3 separate regions of the Mus musculus genome follow, and regions 1 and 2 are each linked to region 3. A link is a contact called in public Hi-C data. All regions are on one chromosome and are shown on one strand. The core of a region is the stretch at or near the end of the contact, and the rest is flanking DNA. Distances in the headings are between cores, read along the strand shown. Region 1 has its middle 69 kb from the start of Gm30904. Region 2 overlaps Gm30904 (a long non-coding RNA gene). Region 3 has its middle 290 kb from the start of Gm30904.

Evidence for each region. A called contact is a pair of places that touch in the nucleus more often than the background predicts.
Region 1: a Hi-C map of cortical neurons shows a contact between it and region 3, with 2.4 times the contacts expected there. The contact joins two enhancer-like sites. A contact is called at or near these places in 4 of 484 Hi-C or Micro-C datasets (cerebral cortex and cortical neurons).
Region 2: a contact with region 3 is called in a Hi-C map of cortical neurons, with 3 times the contacts expected there. The contact joins two enhancer-like sites. A contact is called at or near these places in 4 of 484 Hi-C or Micro-C datasets (cerebral cortex, cortical neurons and forebrain).

What each region holds. Positions count from the first base shown.
Region 1 is chr2:8,274,538-8,278,308 of GRCm38.p6, reverse strand. No RefSeq gene overlaps it. Among named protein-coding and RNA genes, the nearest start is that of Gm30904, 69 kb to the left of the region's middle. Within about 2 kb of position 1,843, at least 10 of the 459 cell types and tissues checked have an H3K27ac peak or open chromatin away from gene starts, as enhancers often do. A contact at or near this core is called in cortical neurons, where this site is marked.
Region 2 is chr2:8,336,924-8,340,431 of GRCm38.p6, reverse strand. Gm30904 (a long non-coding RNA gene) reads left to right here. Exons shown (of 3, transcript XR_373985.2): 3 at 2,373-2,930. Among named protein-coding and RNA genes, the nearest start is that of Gm30904, 6.6 kb to the left of the region's middle. Within about 2 kb of position 1,926, at least 6 of the 459 cell types and tissues checked have an H3K27ac peak or open chromatin away from gene starts, as enhancers often do. A contact at or near this core is called in cortical neurons, where this site is marked.
Region 3 is chr2:8,636,983-8,640,845 of GRCm38.p6, reverse strand. No RefSeq gene overlaps it. Among named protein-coding and RNA genes, the nearest start is that of Gm30904, 290 kb to the right of the region's middle. Within about 2 kb of position 2,530, at least 5 of the 459 cell types and tissues checked have an H3K27ac peak or open chromatin away from gene starts, as enhancers often do. A contact at or near this core is called in cortical neurons, where this site is marked.

The DNA.
Region 1 (3,771 bases), core at 594-3,093, 360 kb after region 3:
ATCATATTCCAAGATCAGTATATCTACTTCCATAATAAAAATGTAGTGGCATTCACCACTGTAAAATACCTCACAATATTATTTTACAAATATCCTTCCCTTAAGGATACAGACTTAGAAATATAACCTTGGCATAAAATTGCCTGCTTTAGAGGATCTGTTATAAGTGTCTTTTAAGAAGTATCTATATGGCTTAGCTCCAATAACTATGAAAATACTTTATATTCTTGCAAAAAAAGTTTTATTCTGGCACATTACATTACAGTAATGGCAAAGATTTCCCATTGCTTTTAGGCTTCTATAAGGCAAAGACAGGTAGCACTTGCAAGAGGAAACATGTCCAACTCATGGACAGAAGCTAAAGCTACAAATAAAAGACCTTTAGAAAAACACTCTCAGTGACCCAAACTTTATGTTTTAAAATCAGTAAAAGAGCATGAAGAAAAGACATTAGTGCTTTAGCAAGACTGATATGATCGAGCTCATCCTTTGCATGGAACAAGAAGCTCCTCTCACAGTGAAAGAGAAAAAAAAAGGAAGTTTCTTCCACAAGGGGAATTGTAAGATTTACCAGGCATTTCTTTTCTTTCTTTCTTTCTTTTAAATTAGATATTTTCTTCATTTACATTTCAAACGCTATCCCCTTTCCTAGTTTCCTCTCTGAAAGTCCCCTATACCCTCTTCCTACCCTGCTTCCCAACCCACCTACTCCTGCTTCAAGGTCCTGGCATTCCCCTGTACTGGGACATATAATCTTCGCAAGACCAAGCGACTTTCCTCCCATTAGCAGGCATTTCTGTACAGCAGGTCTCTTACTGAGGCATCTTTCTTCACAATCAGATCCTGAGATTCTCAGACTTGGGAAGAGAGCAGGAAGGTCATAGTACCAACACTAACTTGGACTTTGTCCTCTCTCTCTCTCTCTCTCTCTCTCTCTCTCTCTCTCTCTCTCTCTCTCTCTCTCCCTCTGTGTGTGTGTGTGTTTGTGTGTGTGTGTGTGTGTGTGTGTGTGTGTGTGTGTGTGTGTGTGTGTGTCTTTGCACCATATAAGTGTTCACATGTGTAGCCACATGTATGGAAGTGCGGTGGGTGCATATAGATATATTTATGTGAGTGTGGAAATAAGAGTTTGACACAAGATATCTTCCTCAATAGCACTCCATCTTATTTTTTAAGACAGGGTCTCTCACTGATTCTGGCTAGACTGGGTCCTAGCACTGGGTTTTTACCATCTCACTGCCATGGCCCACTTTTCTGTGGACCTTGAGATGTAACTCAGGTCCTTATGCTTGCACAATGTGAACTACTTTACTGCACTGCCTTCCTCACACTTTAGAGGTTGCCTTTTCTTTTAGAGATTTCAGATTCATATCAAAAGGACTTTTCTTTTGGTGTATGGCAACAAAACTGGGGTCAGACATCTGGGTCACAATCACTAACCATGTCCTATTGTAATCAGTCCCATACTGTCACATGTCAGGTGAATATGGTGTGTGCAGAATATGGGAAATGTTGGGCCAGGAAGGAGCCTGCACTAAGTATCTTCTCTGACAATCTTCTATTACTGAACAATGGATACAGAAGTTGTCTTAAATGTCAGCTGTGAGCTTAGATCTTCAGGCTTTAGAAATGACCATGAGGTTGTTGTAACTGGGCCAAGACTGGTGTGACCACTTGAAGCATGCTAATACCTCTCTTTGTCTTCAACCAACAGACAGTGGAGCTGGTACTTATTCAAGAAAGTGTTATGTGAGGAACAAAGTCTTTTTTACTGTCCTTGTGAGTGAGTCATTGAAAAGAAGTTTTGTGTAATGAGTCAGGCAAGACTAAGAGGTGATGCATCTCTTCATAATTCCCCAACTCTTTTAAAAATATGTCATTTTCTTTACTGATGCTGCACATAAGCAGGTAACCAGAATGTATTAATATATGTGGAGGGGAGGAAGAAAGTTGCAAATGGATGTCTGCGATGGTGAGTCATGGTGTGGCTAATACAGGGTATATTATGTTCTTTTCCTCTTTAGATGGACACTAATGGCAGAAGAACCATCTGCCTCTTTGATGCTAACTGTCCTAAATCTAAAAGGAGCTGTTTATTTAAAATAAAGACCATCATCCTGAGATCATAATAATCAGAGTGTGGGATGGCTGGATCCTAGGCAAGAAACATAAAAAGATCTCTATAACATTCAGAGATGTACATGACATCTGTGCTTTTTTTTTTTTTTTTTTTTTTTGCAGATTTAAATTATATAGTCAGACTTGGCTTCAAATTCCAGCTCCAAAACTAGGTACAATGTGGTCTTAAAAATTACATAACTGTTCTAACTTTGATTTTACCATCAGCAAAGTGATTCTGCTAGTGTCCCCTCAGTACTGTGGGGTAAAGTGCACTGGAGTGGCCAGCAATAGTCTAGTAGACAGTCAATGAATTTCCTGCCATGTCAGTAAAATTTTCAACATTATTAAGCTAACCACAATGTATTCACTGAAGGATGTGTGAGTATATAATCCCTTTTTTAAAAATCCTCATCCTGAGAAGGATGAAACATTTGAATGTGTTTTACTTCCTGAACTCCATGAAAACTAGAGAGCTAACATATTTTAGATAGTCTATTCAGCCTGAGCCTTTATCTTAATTTGACTATTACTAGTATTACTAGCTGCATTGCTTCAGAGAAAGTGCTAGATTTTTTTTCCATTTTTAATTAGGTATTTAGCTCATTTACATTTCCAATGCTATACCAAAAGTCCCCCATACCCACCCACCCCCACTCCCCTACCCACCCACTCCCCCTTTTTGGCCCTGGCATTCCCCTGTACTGGGGCATATAAAGTTTGCGTGTCCAATGGGCCTCTCTTTCCAGTGATGGCCGACTAGGCCATCTTTTGATACATATGCAGCTAGAGTCAAGAGCTCCGGGGTACTGGTTAGTTCATAATGTTGTTCCACCTATAGGGTTGCAGATCCCTTTAGATCCTTGGCTACTTTCTCTAGCTCCTCCATTGGAAACCCTGTGATCCATCCATTAGCTGACTGTGAGCATCCACTTCTGTGTTTGCTAGGCCCCGGCATAGTCTCACAAGAGACAGCTACATCTGGGTCCTTTCGATAATATCTTGCTAGTATATGCAATGGTATCAGCATTTGGATGCTGATTATGGGATGGATCCCTGGATATGGCAGTCTCTACATGGTCCATCCTTTCATCTCAGCTCCAAACTTTGTCTTTGTAACTCCTTCCATGGGTGTTTTGTTCCCAATTCTAAGGAGGGGCATAGTGTCCACACTTCAGTCTTCATTTTTCTTGAGTTTCATGTGTTTAGGAAATTGTATCTTATATCTTGGGTATCCTAGGTTTGGGGCTAATATCCACTTATCAGTGAGTACATATTGTGTGAGTTCCTTTGTGAATGTGTTACCTCACTCAGGATGATGCCCTCCAGGTCCATCCATTTGGCTAGGAATTTCATAAATTCATTCTTTTTAATAGCTGAGTAGTACTCCATTGTGTAGATGTACCACATTTTCTGTATCCATTCCTCTGTTGAGGGGCATCTGGGTTCTTTCCAGCTTCTGGCTATTATAAATAAGGCTGCTATGAACATAGTGGAGCATGTGTCCTTCTTACCAGTTGGGGCATCTTCTGGATATATGCCCAGGAGAGGTATAGCTGGATCCTCCAGTAGTACTATGTCCAATTTTCTGAGGAATTGCCAGACTGATTTCCAGAGTGGTTGTACAAGCCTGCAATCCCACCAACAATGGAG
Region 2 (3,508 bases), core at 677-3,176, 300 kb after region 3:
GCTAGTAGTTTTTATTTGACATTCCAGTGTTTATTTATCAGTAACAGGAAAGAAACTTTTATTTGAAACCATACTTCAGTGAAGAACCTTCAAATGAAAAGATTATATACACAAAGCGTACACGCATAAAATAAAATGTATCATTTCAGCAGTTCCAAATGTCTACTTCAGAAGTAGGACATTCTCACTATGTAACCATCACACACTCTATCTCTATAATCAATAGGTTAATCCACTGGCAGGTGTTTGATAGGGTAGATACATCAAACATTGTATAGAAACATGAAAGTCGGGCTTTCCTAGATGTGGCAGACAGCACTGGAGTTTGTCATTGCACTCCAGTTACTGACTCCAGCAGGAAAGCCTCATGAAGCTAGAACCTGCTGGATTTACTCCTGCTTGCCAAAGACTGGAAACCATTATTCCCTGTTTTTTGTTTGTTTGTTTGTTTGTTTGTTTTTCTAATTGAAAGCAGCAAGATAATTTCCATATGTGCATAGCTTTTCTATATCGCCATGCAATACTCTATATTCTTCTACCCAGGCACTATCCAGGAGGAACTTCCAAAGGGCCTTTTTTTTTCCCTGTTTTAACTATGTTTCCATCATTAAAATTGGATTCAATTTAAACATCGAAATGACCATTGTTTTCTACTTAGACAATATTTTTCCTAACATTAGATAGAGCTGAAAACATAGTTTGTTTGCAAGTTCCCATCAGGAAACCTGAGCTCTCCACATATTTTTTCTTATTTCTGGGACCATAACATCTACATAGGTATGAAATGATGGTTTATTACTTTGGAATTGGTAAAAGCAAATAGAAATATCCATGACGTTTTTATCAAAGGGGGGTATTTTTTTCTAGACCTTTCTCATTCTCATTGTCTTGTTTTACAAGAAAAACATTGGCCTTTTTCACTCATCTCCAGTCAGAACTGTCTTTACAAATGGGCAGTAAAATGTGATTTGGAAATAAATGAAACACAATTCACTGACCACTTGGGATACCTGATAAATGTTTGGATAAATTGGCTTCTGGCGATTTAAAAACTCTATAACAGAGAACAAATCATTAAACTTTTATGAAAGTGATACTGATCCAACCCCCGCTACCATTTGTAGATACATCGTTATATTTATCTTTTGGTTACTAGTCAATGCAGAGTACCTTAAAGTCAACAACATAGCATCCTTATAGAGAATACTAGGAGAAAATTTTTCAAAACAATCCATTTACCCACTTAATTCTTAGGAAATCACTAAAGCCTTATCTTTGTCTTACAACAGTCTACTAGCTCCAGTATTATCACAACCTAAGGAAGGAAGTACATACTCTTATATAATTCATACTTGACAAATGTAGGCTATTTTTAAAATGTTGGTGATAAAAATGTTAGAATGAGGGCTGAAGAGGTGTCTCAGTGGGAAAGGATTTATAATGCACATGTGAGTACCTGATCTCAGTTTTTAGCAATCACCTAAAAGAAATCACGCTGGGTGGTATATGCCTGTAGTCCCACTACTACGAACCAGAGCAGAACCCAAAGACTTGAGCTGCCCAGGCCAATCAACAGTCTCCAAATGCAGTGAGGCATACACCTTACTAATAAGATTGAGAGGGTCTTAGGCAAACACCTTTTGTTGCCCTCTGACCACTGGCAACAAAGATGTACACATGCACACAAGCAATAAATGGAAAGAAAAAAACCCAATCCATAGAACTCTTCTATGCATTAAATTCCCATAAGTAAATGCTATGCCTTGGAATAGGAGTCGGTCTAATAGTACCTGGTAAGTCTCTGTACCCTGCTTTCTGGTGTGTACTGTCCAGCTTAGAGTTAAATGGCTCAAGCGAAGAGGACCCAATGGGCATCCCTGGCATAGCTCCCTGCCTTGTAATTGTCTCTCATACTTCGCCTGTGCTTCCCTTTGCTCAATCTGTCATCATTCCTCATTAAGACAGCGCCACCAGCTATAATAAGAACAAGAAGGCTGCTTGGTGGCTTCTGATGTTAATCTAAGCATTTCCACATTGTCAAAGCTTTCACGGTTTCTCAGAACAAACGCTTGAACGCACTTTCAAACATTTCAGGGACTGAAAATATAAAGGCATCCAATGGTTAGCTGACCCCAATTTAATTTCCCCCTCTGTCTTTAATAAAGAAGAGATTGTCTGAAGTCTATGACTCTGGGTGCCTGCAAATGTTTTAAATGCTTAACTCAAGGCCTGACACATTGATTTTTCTCAGAGCCAATAATCTACTAAAAAGTCATTCTTTATTTTGATTTGACAGAGACTATACTTTCATGTTATAACCAGCTTATGTGACCCACATCAGTCATAATCTAAACGCTGATTCTATCATGCAGGACATCGGAAAATGGAAGCTCACCACAGTCCACAGGAGACAAAGCCCTTGATTCATGGTGTAGAAATGTCAAGGTGTTATTGGTTGCTATCTATAATTTGCCTCTTTGAGCCTACTAACAGGAAGACCTCTGGAACTCATTGAGGTTGGCATCTTGAATGGTTCTTTGTCAGTGTACCGGACGACTTTGGAAACATCACTGCCAATCTGTTAGAAGTTGTCTAATTCCTCTGAAAATACCTGTGTCTACACAACATCATTTGGGTTTCTCCCAACAGAGAAAATATATGCTATGCAGAAAAAAGAAAACCATTCTGCAACCTCTGTGTTCCTTTCATTAAAGATTCGATCTTTTTCTTCATATAATGGCTCCCCCCTGAGCAATAAAACAATCCACAGTTTCAAGGCTTTTTGTACCACTTCTCTTCCCTGCCTTCCCAGAAGTCCTAGAGATAATTGTCATGTACAGGAAGAGCAAGGTTTCTTTGCTACATTTTTAAGCTGTGTTACTTAAATTAGTTAATTTATGATAATAAAATTTCTGATGAAATTAAAGTTACTTCTGTGTGTTATAGTCTCCAGTTAAAAAGAAGTTGGAAACTGAGTTGCTGTCAGGTTTTTTTTTTTCTTTCTAGAATGTATTATTTTTGCCTTGCATGTTCTCACTCTAGTTTTGTTTCAGGAAAAATCCAAACTGAGCTGGTTTCCTGGAGAAAGTCTTTCCCCAAAGTTCCACAGATACATTGCCTTAACACTTCAGCAACTCCTCCCCAACTCAGGGTCCATTTCACTCCTGCTACTGCAGAAAGTAGGACTTTAATTTGGTATGTCAGTCATTTTGCTATTTCAGTCCTCGACAAAACATCTCAAGAACTGCAAATGTTCAACAAAATGAATTAATATAAACTCCATCTAGACAACACATATTCAATCAATATTTCAGGAAAATTGCCAAAGGATTTAAATAATTTGGTTCAATCATCCATTACTAAAATAAATAAATTCCCTAATCAAACAAGTATTTGTATCATTCTAGTTTGTTGTCTTTATTTAATGCTTTGTGATGACAACAGTTGATCATTAACTACATTATCACTGCTCTTACATTCTGGGTACCTCATACTTAAACCAATTTTA
Region 3 (3,863 bases), core at 1,281-3,780:
GGCGGTTTCTCACCAGCAGAGCTCCAGATTCTCAGCTACAAGGCTCTACTTCAATCCATAGCAAAAACACACAGACAGACAGAAAGACAGACAGACAGACAGATGAAGGGTAGGAGAGGGAGAGAGAGAGAGAGAGAGAGAGAGAGAGAGAGAGAGAGAGAGAGAGAGAGAGAGATTCAAACTATTGACGATCATTGGATGCTTTTAATCAATAATGTTATTTAGACACAGCTCTTATGACTAACCCACATAACCTACTAGCTTTGGCTAGAGTGGATCATGTAAGGAATCTCAGATGCTACTTTCAAGGACTGAGTACTGTTGGCATAATAATTTGCATCATTGCTTATTATCTCTCCATTGAGTCATCTTTGTAGTGATTTGAGTTCTTAGATGATTGTCAGCCGTAGAGCTTCTGGCTTCAGTAATCCCCGCAGTCCTTCACGTGGGTTTTTCATAGCAGCTTAAAACTATGATAGTTGATACTGGCCTCACTAATCCTGATTCTTATGCGATGTCTCTAAAGGTGGACATGCTGGCGAATGGCACTTGGGAGGCTCCTCTATCCACTCTGCTTTTTCTCACTTCTGGCCAAGCAAGATGAGTAATTCTATCCACACTTCCACTTCCAGGTTTATTTCCAATCCCTAGCGGCCACTAATGATATCACCATTTTATTGTCAGAATAATATTTAAAGACAACTTGGTTGCTTTTCAATGCCTCTCCCCTGAGAAGTTAATTACTTGGCTCTAACAACAACATAGATCTTGAAAGCATTACTTAATTCTCAGGTTTTATTTTTTGGGTTATTCATGCTTAGATTTTATATGTGCTGAACAATAAACTGATAGCTGAAATAATAGTTTCTTTTTTTTTAACTTTAATGGTTCTTAACTCTTAATACTCTAAATATATGGCTATATTCTTACTACACATCATTAGAAAATGGAATGAAGAAACAGAAAGTAGGGAGGTGTGAGAATGATGGGAGATTGGAGAGAGGGTGGGGTGTGGAGAGAGAGACCATGACTTTTCCCAAATGTTACATGAATATTTTTATTGCATGCTATCCACAACTTTCATTTCAAGCTTTCCTGAGCTAAATGGAATTCAGTAAATGATTCTAAACATTGATTGTCTCTCATTGATAAAATTTGATTTTTAAAAAGATTTATTTTCATTTTGTTTATGAGAGAGAGAGAGAGAGAGAGAGAGAGAAGGGGAGAGGGAGAGAAATAGAGAGAGGGGAAAGAGAGAGAGAGAGAGAGAGAGAGAGAGAGAGCGAGCGAGAGAGGAGAGAGACCAAGACAGATCTAGAGGCACAGAGGCATGTGTGTGAGTACCCATGGAGACCAGCAGAGGGCATTAGATCCCTTGAAGCTGGAGTTACAGGTGGCTGTAAGATGCCTTACTTAAGTCTTGGGAACTAAAGTTAGGTCTTATGGAAGAGAAAAACGTATTTAGCCACTATACTTTCTCTCCAGCCCAATAGAGTGTGTTTTCATTTCACCATTCTAAGAACTCCTAGCAAACTAAAGTTCTTTTCTTACTCACATAATTTTTCTCTTCCTTAAGAAGAGAGGCCCATTGAACTTGCAAACTTTATATGCCCCAGTACAGGGGAACGCCAGGGCCAAAAAGGGGGAGTGGGTGGGTAGGGGAGTAGGGGGGGTGGGTATGGGGGACTTTTGGGATAGCATTGGAAATGTAAATGAGGAAAATACCTAATTAAAAAAAAGATTAAGTGAGAAAAAAAAAGAATGTGTGTCTCATTTTATCTTTCATAAGAATGTAGCTGTGGGATGGAGAACAGTCAAATAATATTGGCAAAAGGGGGGCACTGACTAATCAGAGATAAATGAAAATTAACCTACTTTCTAACCCAAGAAAGACAGGAGCAAGTATGAGAACTCTAAAGAAGTAATGCCTCTATCTCTGTTTTCCTAAAATACAATGTGGAAAAAGATATGTGATAGTTAGGGTTGATGGTCATCTTGAGAGGCTCTGGAATCACGCAGAAGCCAACCTCCAGGAACCCAGGAGATCCTGTGTAGGAGGGAAGCAGTGCGGTACCATTTGAGTACTTAACATAGAGAGGAGGAAGCTAGCTGAGCAGGAAGAACCATTACTCTCTCCTTCCTCTCTGCAGATGCAATCTGACCAACTGACTCAAACTCCCAGCCCTGGGACATGTATTCCACACTGCCTGATGACAGTGTCCTCAGAGTGCTAGCCCAATTCATGTCTTTCTTCTTTAAGTTATTTTTCTCAGGGTATTTTACTACAGTGACAGAAAATATAACTAAGACAAGGAGTTACTATCCTTAGCAATTCTGAAATTTAAAAACAACCACTAGTCCTCATCTTTTATATTTAATATATTGAAATATGATTATTATTGATATTTTTCATCTTATGTAGTCAAAGGCACAAAGGAAATCTTTCTTCCAACATTGCAAGATAAACACCTGCAGAATGCATGAAGATCCTGCAATATCAGCAGAGGGCAGCAGAAAGCTTTTTCACTTGTTTGCTGCACAGCTGCCTTTATTTCTGCCGTTTTAACTTTGTGTATACAGCAGTCATTGAGTTGTTGAGCTGAATACGCGCAGAAGTGCATGGAATCTGTTTGATCTAAGTCCCCTCCTCTTCCCCGTAAGTTCTGCAGTAGCACACCGTGTTACAAGAGAAACATTCGCACGTTTAAAGCTTATTTGGTATAAACTATGAAATACCAAAAGGAAGCAGCCTTGCCTTTGGAGCTGCTTGCATTCTTAACATGGGAAACTCAAGTTTATGGGAACCATTCTCAGATCAGATAAGACGTGACTTTTTCCAGGATTCTTCTTTAGTGACTTTGCATTTACCAGTATGTGTATGTGCTAGACTAAGCCTGTTCCTGTTTAAAAAAAAAAAAGAATAGAAGTTTTACTTTCTCTAATGTCTATTTATCATACTTGTTCAAATATTCATGAGAAATATATGTTCCAGATAGAAAAAAAATTAGGTGTGTAAAAGATTTAGTTTTAATATTTCTCAAGTCATTCAACACTATGCTGTCTTTTATGACTGTAAAAGTAATTCTCATTGTCTTTTTTTTTATAAATGTCAGATAGAAAATTACATCTTGTATATTATAGAAAACGGCACTATTATTTCTTACTGTGTCATTTAACTCTCATCAAATCTATTGAATTCAACGAATGATGGCATTTTGGTTAGGATAAAGACTTTATGATGTTCTAGGATTGCTGCAGAGAGAGCACTGAATTAATTATTTGAAAATCTGTAACATGAGTGAGGGCAATGTTCAGCTGACCAGACAGCATGGGGTTTGGGTTCAGATGGCCAGCATCCACATTAGAGTAGGACATGAAAGAATGTGTCTGTAACTCCAGGGCTGAGGGAGCAGAGACAAGATGATACACTGAGCTCAGTGGCCAGCCATCCTGAGTGAACTGCTGAGTTGTGGCTCAGAGGATACCATAGACGACATCATAGTTTACCAAGGACAACATCCTCTAGCCTTTGTATCCACTGAGTCAAGCATATACATGCGAGTGCATCTGGATTTTCAGGTGCATAATCAGAAACTGAGTTGAATATCCACATTTTTCCCTGCTTCTTCACCATGGATCTAACGAGTCACCTCAAGCTCCAGCTACCTTGACTGTCCAGCCATGATGGATTATACCCTCAAACTCAGAGCCTAAATAAACATTTTTTTCCTTGAGTTGCTTTGATCATTTACTTTGTCCTGGTAATGAGAAAAGTATTTAAAAGAGCTGCCATCCTTAACAAACTTACTTTATTGTATTGAGTTATCAGTTTTTCCTTCAAAAATTAAAGTGGGCCTACTGAT